4 separate regions of the Zea mays genome follow, and all the other regions are linked to region 2. A link is a contact called in public Hi-C data. All regions are on one chromosome and are shown on one strand. The core of a region is the stretch at or near the end of the contact, and the rest is flanking DNA. Distances in the headings are between cores, read along the strand shown. Region 1 holds the start of LOC100125647 (major facilitator superfamily protein). Region 2 holds the start of LOC100278869. Region 3 holds the start of LOC103643714 (F-box/LRR-repeat protein 17). Region 4 holds the start of LOC100274496 (Protein kinase superfamily protein).

Region 1 (2,700 bases), core at 155-2,654, 390 kb before region 2:
TTAGCCGAATCATGAAATCCTTTATTCTCTCGAAAGACATCAAGCCCTAGGAAGGCCTTAGAACCCGGGCACTAGGATTATCTGGAGGCCCATCAAGGCCTCATGCGGCCGAGAGAACTAAGCATGAAAGTGCCCTGAAGGCTAGAGTGTCCTTAAGGTTAGATGGTGGTGGCTTGAGCGTGGTGTGCCCTGACCTTAGCCAATAGCCAGAGGTGAGGCAAGTCCTTAGGCTATAAGGCTGTGGGGTCAGCAATTGTCGCCGCACAATAATTTCTTTTGTTGCAGTTCTCCGAAGGCATCTTGGAGGATAGCCATCCCCAAACACTGATAGTATTAGTACCGAGTTAAAGAGTTATCTTGGTGGGCAAGTTCAGATCTCCTTTGGATCAAAGGATAAATTTCTAAATCCTGCGTTTTTCATGTGTTTTTGAAATAATTCCCGTGAAATTCATGTATCATTCCTACGTTTCAAAGGAACCCTCAAGCACAAAGGTCCAACTCAGATGTTAGAGAACTTCCAAGAATCTTTCTAAAATTTGCTCTATAAATTATAATTTAGAGTCATTCGAGTAAAAATCGTTTTCTATATCTTTATACCATCCAACAACCTTAGGGAGTCATTATCCTTCTCTATTCTTGGCTAGCGAGAACTTGAAATTCAAAATAAATGTTGTCTGTATTTGAAGATTCCAATTAAGGCCATATTTGGTTTCACGGATTAGAGGCCTGGAACGATTCCTAGCTAAATTATTTCTCTAATTTATATAAGTTTTGATGAGCCGAAACGAATCGTAGTCCATTCCTAGATAAACGGACCGACTCTAAAGAGAGACTGAGAGTATTTTTTTTACTAAAATCACAATTTCTGTAAATTGTGAATAATATAAACAGTCATCTGAAGTTATTCCAAATATGTAAAATATAGAAGAGTATAAAAAAAGGAACCTATTGTTTTAGCTTTTCTACATACCTAGCTTACCAAAACAATTTTTTTACTGGAAAAATAACTTATCATTTTTGTTGTTTTCCATTTGTAGTGCGCGAGTAGCCAAGTATACCAACATGCTCACATAATACAACACGTGCATGAGTTTTATTTCCAAAAAAAAATTGCACGCGTGCTTTTATTAATTTTGTGAGGATGTCGGTCAGGGAGGATCTATGTAATACGATGTATATCAAGTGTTAAGTGTAGACAAAAGGAATATTTTTATATAAGAATATTATAAAAATAGTTATAAAAGCCGCGTGCAGTCGTGCAGATGGGAAATTGTCGCGTGCAGACGTGACGCGAGGAGCGCGGCGTGGACCCCAGCCGCCACCTGGCGAACGACGGCCACGCAACTCTTGCGACCACACGGGCATTTGGTCTCCTCCATTCGTTGAGTGCGCGCGCGGCGCGGCGCGGCGGCTTGCCATTACCCGTCCTCTCTCTTACCCCGTCGTCCTCTTCACCTGCAATTGAGCATTTGCTTGCTCCCCCTCCCCGACAAAAACCCCCTGTCCCGTCGAGCCTCGCATCCCTAGTTCCCTACAAGCAAGGAAGGAAACCCGGGCAACACGACACCGGCGGTGCCAGTGCCACGGAAAATTAGCCGGCTCCCTCCCCGACGTCCGGCGGCGGCCGAGCAACGGTTCGCTCCTTCACCCGCTCTTCTACTCCGCCCCCCGCCGTCCAGTGATCGTCGACCGTCCCGTCCGTTTCTAAGTCTCAGCTCTTCCATTGTGGCTGTTGGTTAAAAGTTCGTGGGCGCCCAGGATACCGCCTGTCTTGTCCTCAGGGGGATTGTTTTTACTGCTCTCATTAATATGGACCTCATGTTTATTCTATCTACCCCGCTTTTACATTTTGTGGGTCTTCGTTGCGTCAAGGAGCAGAAATTTTCTGGGAGGGAAAAAAAACTTCGTCGATCAACCGATCTCTGTGTTTTTATTAGTTGGCCATGGAAATCCTTACTTGAAACTTAAACTTATATCCCTTTCCGTGGCCCGTAAACTGTTAGTATTGTCTGTCGGTGAGCTCAAATGCTTCATTCTGAAAGAGAGATTTGATGTATACTGATCAGCAATCTCTAAATTCAATTTGGTGACACCGTATGAGTCATTTGGGCTCCAAAAACCTATCAGATGTTGTCTACTCCACAAGTTCACGACAGGATGCTTCGTTCTGACAGAATGACTTCTCTGGATCTGCAGGTGCTGGCTCCCAACATGGAGACATATACCACAGACGACGCGCTTACCATTATGGGGTTTGGAAAATTCCAAGCGCTTGTTCTTTTCTACGCTGGAATGGGCTGGGTTGCAGAAGCTATGGAGCTCATGCTCTTGTCGTTTCTCGGGCCATTCATACGAGAGGAGTGGAACGTCTCCCCAGAGAACGAGAGCCTCCTTTCGAGTGTTGTCTTTGCTGGCATGCTGCTAGGTGCCTGTGCTTGGGGCTTTGTTTCCGACAAATATGGACGGAGGTAAAAGATTTCCTGGTACAAACGCTCTCATGGTTTGGCTGCCAACTGCAAACCTTCCTGACCTTGAGTTTATCATAACCTCAAATTAAACACATCAATTCTTAAGGCTCAATCTACATGTTTCTGAATTCTGATATCCTGCTATCCAACTATGACATATGTGCTGATAGGATATTCTTCTTTGTAGGATTTTGAAGCATAAAGAAATGTGTGCTTGATATGATGTGATTAT
Region 2 (2,700 bases), core at 132-2,631:
ACATGTGTGTTTTTTTAATTTTAGCTAGACGTGAGTTGTACGGAGGAATGAGAATAGGAATAGGCTTTGCAGGGAGGGGGGAATGAGAATGACAGAACAAAACAGGAATGGTGGCAGAACACGGAATGACCGACTACTCTTGCAGCCTTAATAAGTAGTAGAGATTTACATCCAATCTAAGACCAACTCCAACTTTTTTTAAAAAAAGATACACCTACATACTATGCATGTCTAATCGTTTCCCTTATACAATATAACTCATTTGTTTAATATTCTGTGATCAGTTTTAAAATTTTAAAAAGCATATAACATGTAGTATCCTAATACACATTATTATCGGGTTATAAAGACTAAACATGGTCAACATAGCAAATAAATAAGTAAATGACATAATTAATATATAGAGATGAACAATACTCCCCACTATATATGAAGTCGGTGGGGAGCAGTTGTAGAGTTTCAACCCCAAACCACATCGGACGTGGGGTAGAACACGATTCCAGGACAGCGTTGGAAACCGTCTCAAGTAGTATCACTGAAGATTCGATTATAAGATAATCGCCATAATTTAGAATTTTACATTATAGCTGGATTGGAGTATTTTTTGTAGTACTAGCTGTCGGGATTGTTTGCATTGTAGGTTTTCCGTAGCAGTTTGAAAGAAATCCAATTCCTATGTTTGGTTTACATCACTTGTGTTTATTAGAACGGAAGAACATAGTTTTCCTTTCGTGTATAAAATGGAGGAGTAAGGGTATGTTTGGATCGTAGCCTCAGTTGCCACACTTTGCCTAACTTTTCTGCCTAAGGTTAGTTCTTCAATTCGAACGACTAACCTTAGGCAAAGTGTGGCATAGTTAGCCACGAACCAAACAGGCCCTAAAACATCTACTTTATGCTCTTGGAAAGTTGCCACACGTTTAAATGAAGGGATGAACAAGTGCTTATTCACTCGAATGAAGGAATCACCATATGGTTATATTCCTATGTTCCAAACACCAATTTCTACAAGATTCATGAGTGAACAAGTAGCATCCTATGTTTCAATCGTCACTTTTTTTTACCTACACTCGTTTTCTATTTCCCCCCTTTTTATCAGTTTTGTATTGTATTCCTTCTCTCCAAATAAGTCCTTAGAGCAGTGATGAAAATTAAAATAAAATCAACGTACTCGTACTGTGTTGACCAGCATAATAGATGACACAGGAGTAGTACACGTCCTTTTCCCCATTGCTAACCGTAACACATGCTTCGTTGCACGACTCGTAGAAAAGTTACATAAAAGAAGTGAAAAAAGGGCCCGTAGAGCAAGTGAGGCCTGGACGGACGACGAGACGAACCAAGGCTATAAAGGCAGCGGAGGGCTTAACCACCCGCCCCACTCTCTCTCTCTCTCTCTCTGAACTGGCATTTGGGCCATCGATCACTGGTAACGCGCCCGCTCACTCACTCGCATCACACTCCGTAACTCCCCGACCCCCGCGCGCATGGGCGATCCCCGGGCCCGCACGTCCACCGTCGCCGCCGGCGAGCTGCGGCCGCCGGAGCCGCCGCTCGACCCGCTCGAGTTCCTCTCCCGCTCCTGGAGCGCCTCGGGGCGCGCGTTCGCGCCACCGCCGCCGACGCCGCCGCCGGCCGCGCACGCGCTCGCGGCCAGCCCCATCGCGGAGGACCCCTCGTGCGAGTTTGACGACGGGGTCGCCGCCGCCGCCGCCGCCTCCGGGAGCTCCTTCTCCTTCGCCTCCGCGGCCACGTCGCAGCTCATCATGGAGCGGATCCTCGCGCAGTCCGTGAGAGCCTCGACCCGACCTGTTCCTTCTCCCTCTACTCCGATCCATCTCGCTTTTTTTTTCTTTCGTCCTCCTCAAAATCGCACTTACTAGTTTCTTCTTTTTTTTTAAAAAAAAAGAAAGAGAAGCCGAATCTGTTGGCAACACCAACACCAGTGCGCCATTAAATAAAAAACAGTGTGCTTTGGTCGTTTTTTATTTGCCGATTCGGGATCTTTTTGTTGCCTGGCTGCATTTTACTTGGTTGGCTCCATCGTTTGTGTAGAAACCGCTCGATTTCATCATCTGCCTGTACAGTTTTTTGCCAAATCAGCCAGCTCTCCTACTGGTTTCACTCTGACCTCGGGTTGGGACAAGGAGAAGCTGCCAAACGAGAGATTTGTTCTCCTGCCATGTCCGGAACACCCAGATATAATCCCCACCTTTCTTTCTACTTAAGTGAACTACGCAGCTTAGCCGCCATTAATGGTCAAGGCTCGGCTCTTCCATTAAGCACCATCAATTCCTCGCGCGACAAGCATGCCTTTTCCCTCCGAGAAACTTGATTTCAGTTGTGTTTTTTTTGTGTGTTCCTGCTAACCTTACTGCACCTCTCTCTGAATCCCGGTTCCTGATGTCTGAACCACGCACTCTTGCTGTGCGTTCCAACCCTGCAGCAGGAAGTGGCGCCGCTCACCTCCGGCCGGCTCTCGCACAGCAGCGGCCCACTCAACGGCGGCGGCTCTCTCTCCGACAGCCCGCCGGTCTCGCCGGAGATCGATGACGCAAAGGTCAGTTCTTGCCTCGCCACCTTCACGTGCCTCGGGGATACTACTTGTCGCACGTACAGCTTCTCTGCAATTTTTTTGTCTGGCAGTAACCTGCAGTTTCTTACGCGGTACTTGTTTGGCTCACTTGCCGCTGTTGAGTG
Region 3 (2,700 bases), core at 59-2,558, 440 kb after region 2:
TTCCCCCAATGGTTCCATGGTCTTATATATAAGTAGGCATTATTAATTTGTAGTGCGTGCTTATTGAGCCCTGACCATTAACCAAAATCCCTACACCCTTATTAGATACTAGTATATACAGGACATAAATATTCAGTACATGTCATGTCTGCCCATTGGAGACCAAGGTAGCAGCAGTACCAATTTTCATATCGGTCATCCACCTTATGCTACTTTAGCAGTCACCCAGAAATATGACATTTTTGCCCATATAATATTCTAGTGACTTATAGTATCCCTTTCCTTAAACAAAATTGAATAACCATAAGCAGGAATTACGCGCGGACCAATCCCCTGGGCATCGCATCAAATGAGCAGCGCGGAGCTGAGATCGGCACCCGGATCGCGTGAAGAACCATACTGTTCCGGATGAGATCCGGGCCGGAGTACCTCACCTTTCCATCCGGAGGTGGAGGCGGGAGAGCGCGGGGCAGCGGGGGAGCAGCGCGGCGAGGAGGCCGGCGCCAGAGGAGGCGAGGACGCGAAGGCGGAGCTCCTCGGCCGCGCGCCAGACCCGGCCCGCGCAGTCCCGCCAGCCTCGGCTGACCCCGGCGGCGGCCATGACCCCGCGGGGACCGAGGCGGTGCAGAACCTCCGCCATGACCTCCCTGGACACCGCGCGGGCGCCCACGTCCACCGTGGCCTCCTCGTCCAGCTCCGCCTCGTCGACGTCCTCCACCTTGGGCTTCTTCTCCGGCGAGGACGGCGTGCCGGCCTCGTCGAAGGAGAGGGCGCGGCGCAGCCCGTGCTCCCCTCCGGCCCCGGACGAGGAGGAGGGCGACGCAGCGCCGCCGGGGCCGGGGCCGGGGCCGACGCAGACGTGGCCCTTCTTGGGCTGGCCGCAGCGGCCGCAGTTGTAGTTGCCCCGCGTCTTGGGGCGTGGCGGCGGCGGCGGCTTGGGCAGTGACGCCATGGCCGGGGCCCAGGGGGCGGGGGTTAGGTTAGGGTTTGGGAGGCGCGGCTGGGGTCAATTCAGGGGAGGGGGAAATAGCTGGGGCAGCGCCGCGCGGGAGACTGGGGAGGGGTTGGCGCCATTTTTCGGGGCGCGAGCCGCGAGGAGGATGGATGGATGGAGATTGGAGAGAACACCGGAGCTGAGGATTTGGTTTCCGCGCAGCGCAGCGCCGCGCCGGCCACGACGCAGACGCAGCTGCCTGCCTCTCTCTCTCTCTCTGTATCACACTTGACACCACAGCCAGTCAGCCACAGATCACACCACAGTCACACAAACATGCACGGGGGTACAACCGCCACGAGTGAAAAGGAAAAAAAAAATGGAAGGAGGGCGACGAGACGTGAGTTGGGTCGGGACGTGATCCGCCCGGAATACATGCGAATTCCTTCCGAATCCGGCTTCGTTCTTGCCGTGCTTTTGCACCAAACTCATGTGTGAAATGACGCAATGTCTGCCGGCAATGTGCTTCTGTGACCGCAATGTCCAATTGTCCATTCCAAGACGCGGTCATTTTGATTTATCCCATTCATGACTTCCTTTTAGTAACCAGACACTGAGCTGGCCAGGATCAGCTTTGCTTTTGCCTCGTTACAAAAGATCCGATCGGCTCGTTAAGCAGAGAAGGAAGAAAAAAAAAAAGATGAGCTAGAGTCACGCCTTGTCTCAGCGCCGTGAAGAAGCATCCTTCTACGTCCATCTTTTACTCAAACAGCTCGAGTATGTACGGCAAGCTAAAATACAGGAAATGCTAGTGCGCTTCTCTCTATGAGGGACCTAGTTTGGGAAGGGAATTGCAGCGGATTTTAGCCTCTTAGGGCTGATTTGGTGATTAGGGATCCCTAGGGAATCCATGGGAGGAATCCCCTTGCAATTCAATTTTGAATAGCAAGAGGATTTCTTCCTCTCGGAATCCCCGGTCACCAAATCAGGGATCCCAAGGGGATCTATGGGGAAAGAATCCCCTTGGAATCCCTTAGCACCAAATCAGCCCTAATTTACTCCAATCCGCTCTAAAACAGTGAATTGAAGAAGATTAAAAGGGGACAAAAAATCCTATTCAAAGTTAAATAGGTAGGAAGAGATTTAATTCTCTTGGACCGACGAACAAGGCATAAAAGCGTTGCAAGTGTCCTAGATAGAGATTAAAAATATGATCAAAAATAGAACGATACCATTTTTTTATATAAACAAATAAGCACTACCCATCAGCGGCCGGCAACCGTACGTATCACCAATTCATTTACCCGTATTTTCCGTACGTATGATGCTATGAACGCCAACCGAAATTCCGTAGTACGTCGGTTGAATGGAGAGGAGACAGCAGTCATGTTGGCTTTAACAGGCTCAAAGTGTGCGTGGGAGGGGGTATCTTCATGGGCCAAAGCCCAATGGAATACGGAAGAAAAGTGTTCCAGTGTCATACGTCAATACGGCAGGACATGGATTTATTTAACACGGTCAGTCTCACTAGTGCATCTTTTCAACCTAATCAAGAACTCGGTGTTGAGAGCGGTTAAGCTCAATCATATCCCCCTTCGCTGCGAGAGAGAGAAAAAAAAAACAAGAGAGGACTAGGTATACTAACCTATCATATCATGGACATGGCCCATGGGCGCGGTTGCTGTGCTGGGCCCGGCCGCCACGACGCTCGTCACGCTTTGCAGCAACTGTTGTCCTTCTACCCGTACACGTACAAGGAAGACCCG
Region 4 (2,734 bases), core at 43-2,542, 270 kb before region 2:
GATCTTGGCTTTAAGGCGGCACCGCCACATGATCCGGTAGTGGGAGCAAAAGCTCGGTCCCTGTCACACACATGCATGGTCTAGGGCTGGGCTGCGTGTCCTGACGTACGCAACACCAGACGTACGTGTGCCTGCTTTATGGTTGGTTCCATGGCTGGTGCTTTCGTTCCTGCGATGCGAGGATAAGAAATGCGAGTGCACCTGCGGTCCTGAAAAGGATACAGATCAAATCAAACTTTGATTATAATTACCAGGTTTACACAAAAAAGGTGCCAATAAATTTATCTTTGTATTTTGTTTCGTAGTATACTTGTCAGCTGTATGTTTGGTTTCCGCCACAACTTTCCTAACTTTCCCGTCTAAATTTAGGGGTTGTTTGATTCTATAACTATGGTGCCAAAAAATTGCCAAACAATGTTATGTCACATTTGCCTAATGTGCATAAGGTTAGTCGCTCAAATTCTACGCCACAGTTTGCCACGCCTAAGAGCAACTCCAATAGTTATGTAAATTTTAGCTCTCTAAATCACAGATTTAAGAAGTGCTAAATGGCTTTTGAAGTAAAAAAATGTGAGTTCTCCAATAGTTCTCTAAATATAGGTTGTAATTTTGTTTTGTATCTATCCACATAAAAAATAAGTCACAAAAACTATATAATGCAGTCAACATTTTTGTTTAGGGAGTTGTTAAATGGTTGACAAATGTAGAGAGAAAATGAGGTTAGATGACAAGTTGTTAAATTTAGAAAGTTCATTTAGAGAACTGTTGGAGAATAATTTTCATGTTAACTACCTAAATTATTGATTTAAGAAGTCTTTTAGAGAACTAATGGAGTTGCTCTAAGCGAATCTTGTCACAATTTTATCGGTCATTGACGAGTGAGACCTACGCAGCAGGAGAAAAATCTTACCATAACTGTGGCTTTAAATTAAACTAAACATATGCATAATTTAGTCAAACTTATCTAATCTTAGATGTGGCGAATCGTGACAAGTTAGACAATAAACCAAACAACTGGGGTTCTTCAACTCAAACGAAAAGCTGTGGCTTCTTAAGCAGGAAACCAACTAGTAGGCAAGTAAAGCAGCCAACCTTTTTGACAGATGAAAATCGAGGACCCACATGTATGAAGATGACTGGCAATCATCTTGGGCATGACTGGCAATAATCTCGAGCGCATGCCGTATGCGAAAGAAAAAATCTCTCGTCTGCAGTCCAGCTTGGACCGTGGGGAAGCAGCATATCCTTTGCGGCCGCAAGAGACGCGGCGTAGAACAAAGGAGCCGCCAAGACGGCAAGGCGCCAAGGCGACCGGACAGGCCTAGGCGAAGCGGGCGCAGCTCCTGCCGGTGGTGGGTAGTGGCCCTAGCAATAAACATCTTGCCCAACCGGCTCTCGCTACGCGCCTACGCTTCGTCAACACCGGAACCGCCCCCACCCCGCCCCGAGCGCCAATTGCACCGCCGCTCCCGGCCAAACCGGCCAAGTCAACGGCGCATCCACTTCTCCTTACCATCCCGGAGGTAATCTTGCGCCGATTCGGTGCCGATTTGCGCCATCCGCGACCGGAGGCTCCGCCGGGTCTTGTGTTCTTGCGGGGCGGGGGCTCAGGACAACCTGGCCTCTGCTTGATTGGATTCGGGGCGTTCGGCGCCTCCAGCTCGCGATCTTTCCTGCCGGTTTCGTCGACCGCTGGTCAACCTGGCCGGTCGGTCCCGGGGGCTCTTCACCTCCGTGCTGCCTGCCACCGTCGCTTTAGGTCGGTATAGTACAGCTGCATCCTCTCTTTACTTGTTGGATTGGATCCACCGGTGTCTATCTCCTCTCCTGCCAGGTCACGGCCTAATTCGTGGAATTTTGTTTGGTGGTGCATATCTCCAGTCAAGTCTCGGCCAAGATTTTAGCTATCTCCGGTCAAAAGGCTTTACCGATTCTTGGATTGGTGGCTTCTTGGGGGCGAGAAGCCGGTTCCTGTTTCGTCTCTTGTGCTCCAGCATGTTCTGTAGCACACCGGTTCCCCATCTCCAGTGAAGGTGTTCGTGTGCTCTTGGTTTTGTGCCTCCCGGAATCGTTCCCGGAAAGCTACTTTTGGCCGCTGCGGCGATGGCGTCGAGCACCAGCGAGATGGCCGAGGGGAAGGAGAAGCTGAAGAGGTCCGGCAGCTTGGGAAGCAACGATACGTATGTGCGTGCAGACAAGATTGATCTTACGAGCCTCGACATCCAGCTGGAGAACCAGCTCACCAAGACCTGGGGCAAAGCCAATCTCAAATCCCAGGGGCCAAAGGAGGAGTGGGAGATCGACCTTGCAAAGCTGGAGATCCGCTATGTCATCGCTCAGGGGACGTATGGCACGGTCTACCGGGGCACCTACGATGGACAGGACGTCGCAGGTATTGATCTAGCTCTGCTTCTTTCAAAGTGTATGATAATGTTGCAGACAGGCTCACTTTGGTAAAAGTCTTATGCTGTCTTATGGATTCAAGGTGAAATAACATACCCCATGACTGAAACAATATACCCCATGATTGAAACAATGCTTCTGTGTGACTACTGACTAGTTCCAGTAGCTTACTTATTGAAGTTTATTCCAATCCAACCTATGGAATGGAAGGCCTTATTATTCGATTTTTTGTGGAAAGTAATACCTGGCATCACTTCTCTGTCTAATCCAGGGTTTGTCTTGATCATTTGTGCTTGAGATGCTGCTACATATGCTTGATTGCGAATTTGCA

The links. A called contact is a pair of places that touch in the nucleus more often than the background predicts.
Region 1: a contact with region 2 is called in a Hi-C map of bundle sheath, with 2.3 times the contacts expected there. The contact joins the promoter of LOC100125647 here to the promoter of LOC100278869 in region 2. A contact is called at or near these places in 2 of 25 Hi-C or Micro-C datasets (bundle sheath and ear).
Region 3: a Hi-C map of endosperm shows a contact between it and region 2, with 2.1 times the contacts expected there. The contact joins the promoter of LOC103643714 here to the promoter of LOC100278869 in region 2. A contact is called at or near these places in 2 of 25 Hi-C or Micro-C datasets (endosperm and leaf mesophyll).
Region 4: a contact with region 2 is called in a Hi-C map of bundle sheath, with 2.4 times the contacts expected there. The contact joins the promoter of LOC100274496 here to the promoter of LOC100278869 in region 2. A contact is called at or near these places in 3 of 25 Hi-C or Micro-C datasets (bundle sheath, endosperm and leaf).

Annotation. Positions count from the first base shown.
Region 1 is chr1:259,007,860-259,010,559 of Zm-B73-REFERENCE-NAM-5.0, forward strand. It overlaps LOC100125647 (major facilitator superfamily protein), which reads left to right and starts at 1,405. Exons shown (of 6, transcript NM_001112578.2): 1 at 1,405-1,634; 2 at 2,197-2,468. The coding sequence starts at 2,212.
Region 2 is chr1:259,399,447-259,402,146 of Zm-B73-REFERENCE-NAM-5.0, forward strand. It overlaps LOC100278869, which reads left to right and starts at 1,382. Exons shown (of 7, transcript NM_001152005.2): 1 at 1,382-1,790; 2 at 2,447-2,560. The coding sequence starts at 1,488.
Region 3 is chr1:259,840,577-259,843,276 of Zm-B73-REFERENCE-NAM-5.0, forward strand. LOC103643714 (F-box/LRR-repeat protein 17) reads right to left here and starts at 1,309. Exons shown (of 11, transcript XM_008666886.4): 1 at 435-1,309. The coding sequence starts at 952.
Region 4 is chr1:259,129,153-259,131,886 of Zm-B73-REFERENCE-NAM-5.0, forward strand. It overlaps LOC100274496 (Protein kinase superfamily protein), which reads left to right and starts at 1,293. Exons shown (of 7, transcript NM_001148854.1): 1 at 1,293-1,759; 2 at 1,882-2,392. The coding sequence starts at 2,104. LOC111590566 (a long non-coding RNA gene) reads right to left here and starts at 1,756. Exons shown (of 2, transcript XR_002749691.2): 1 at 1,093-1,756; 2 at 1-209.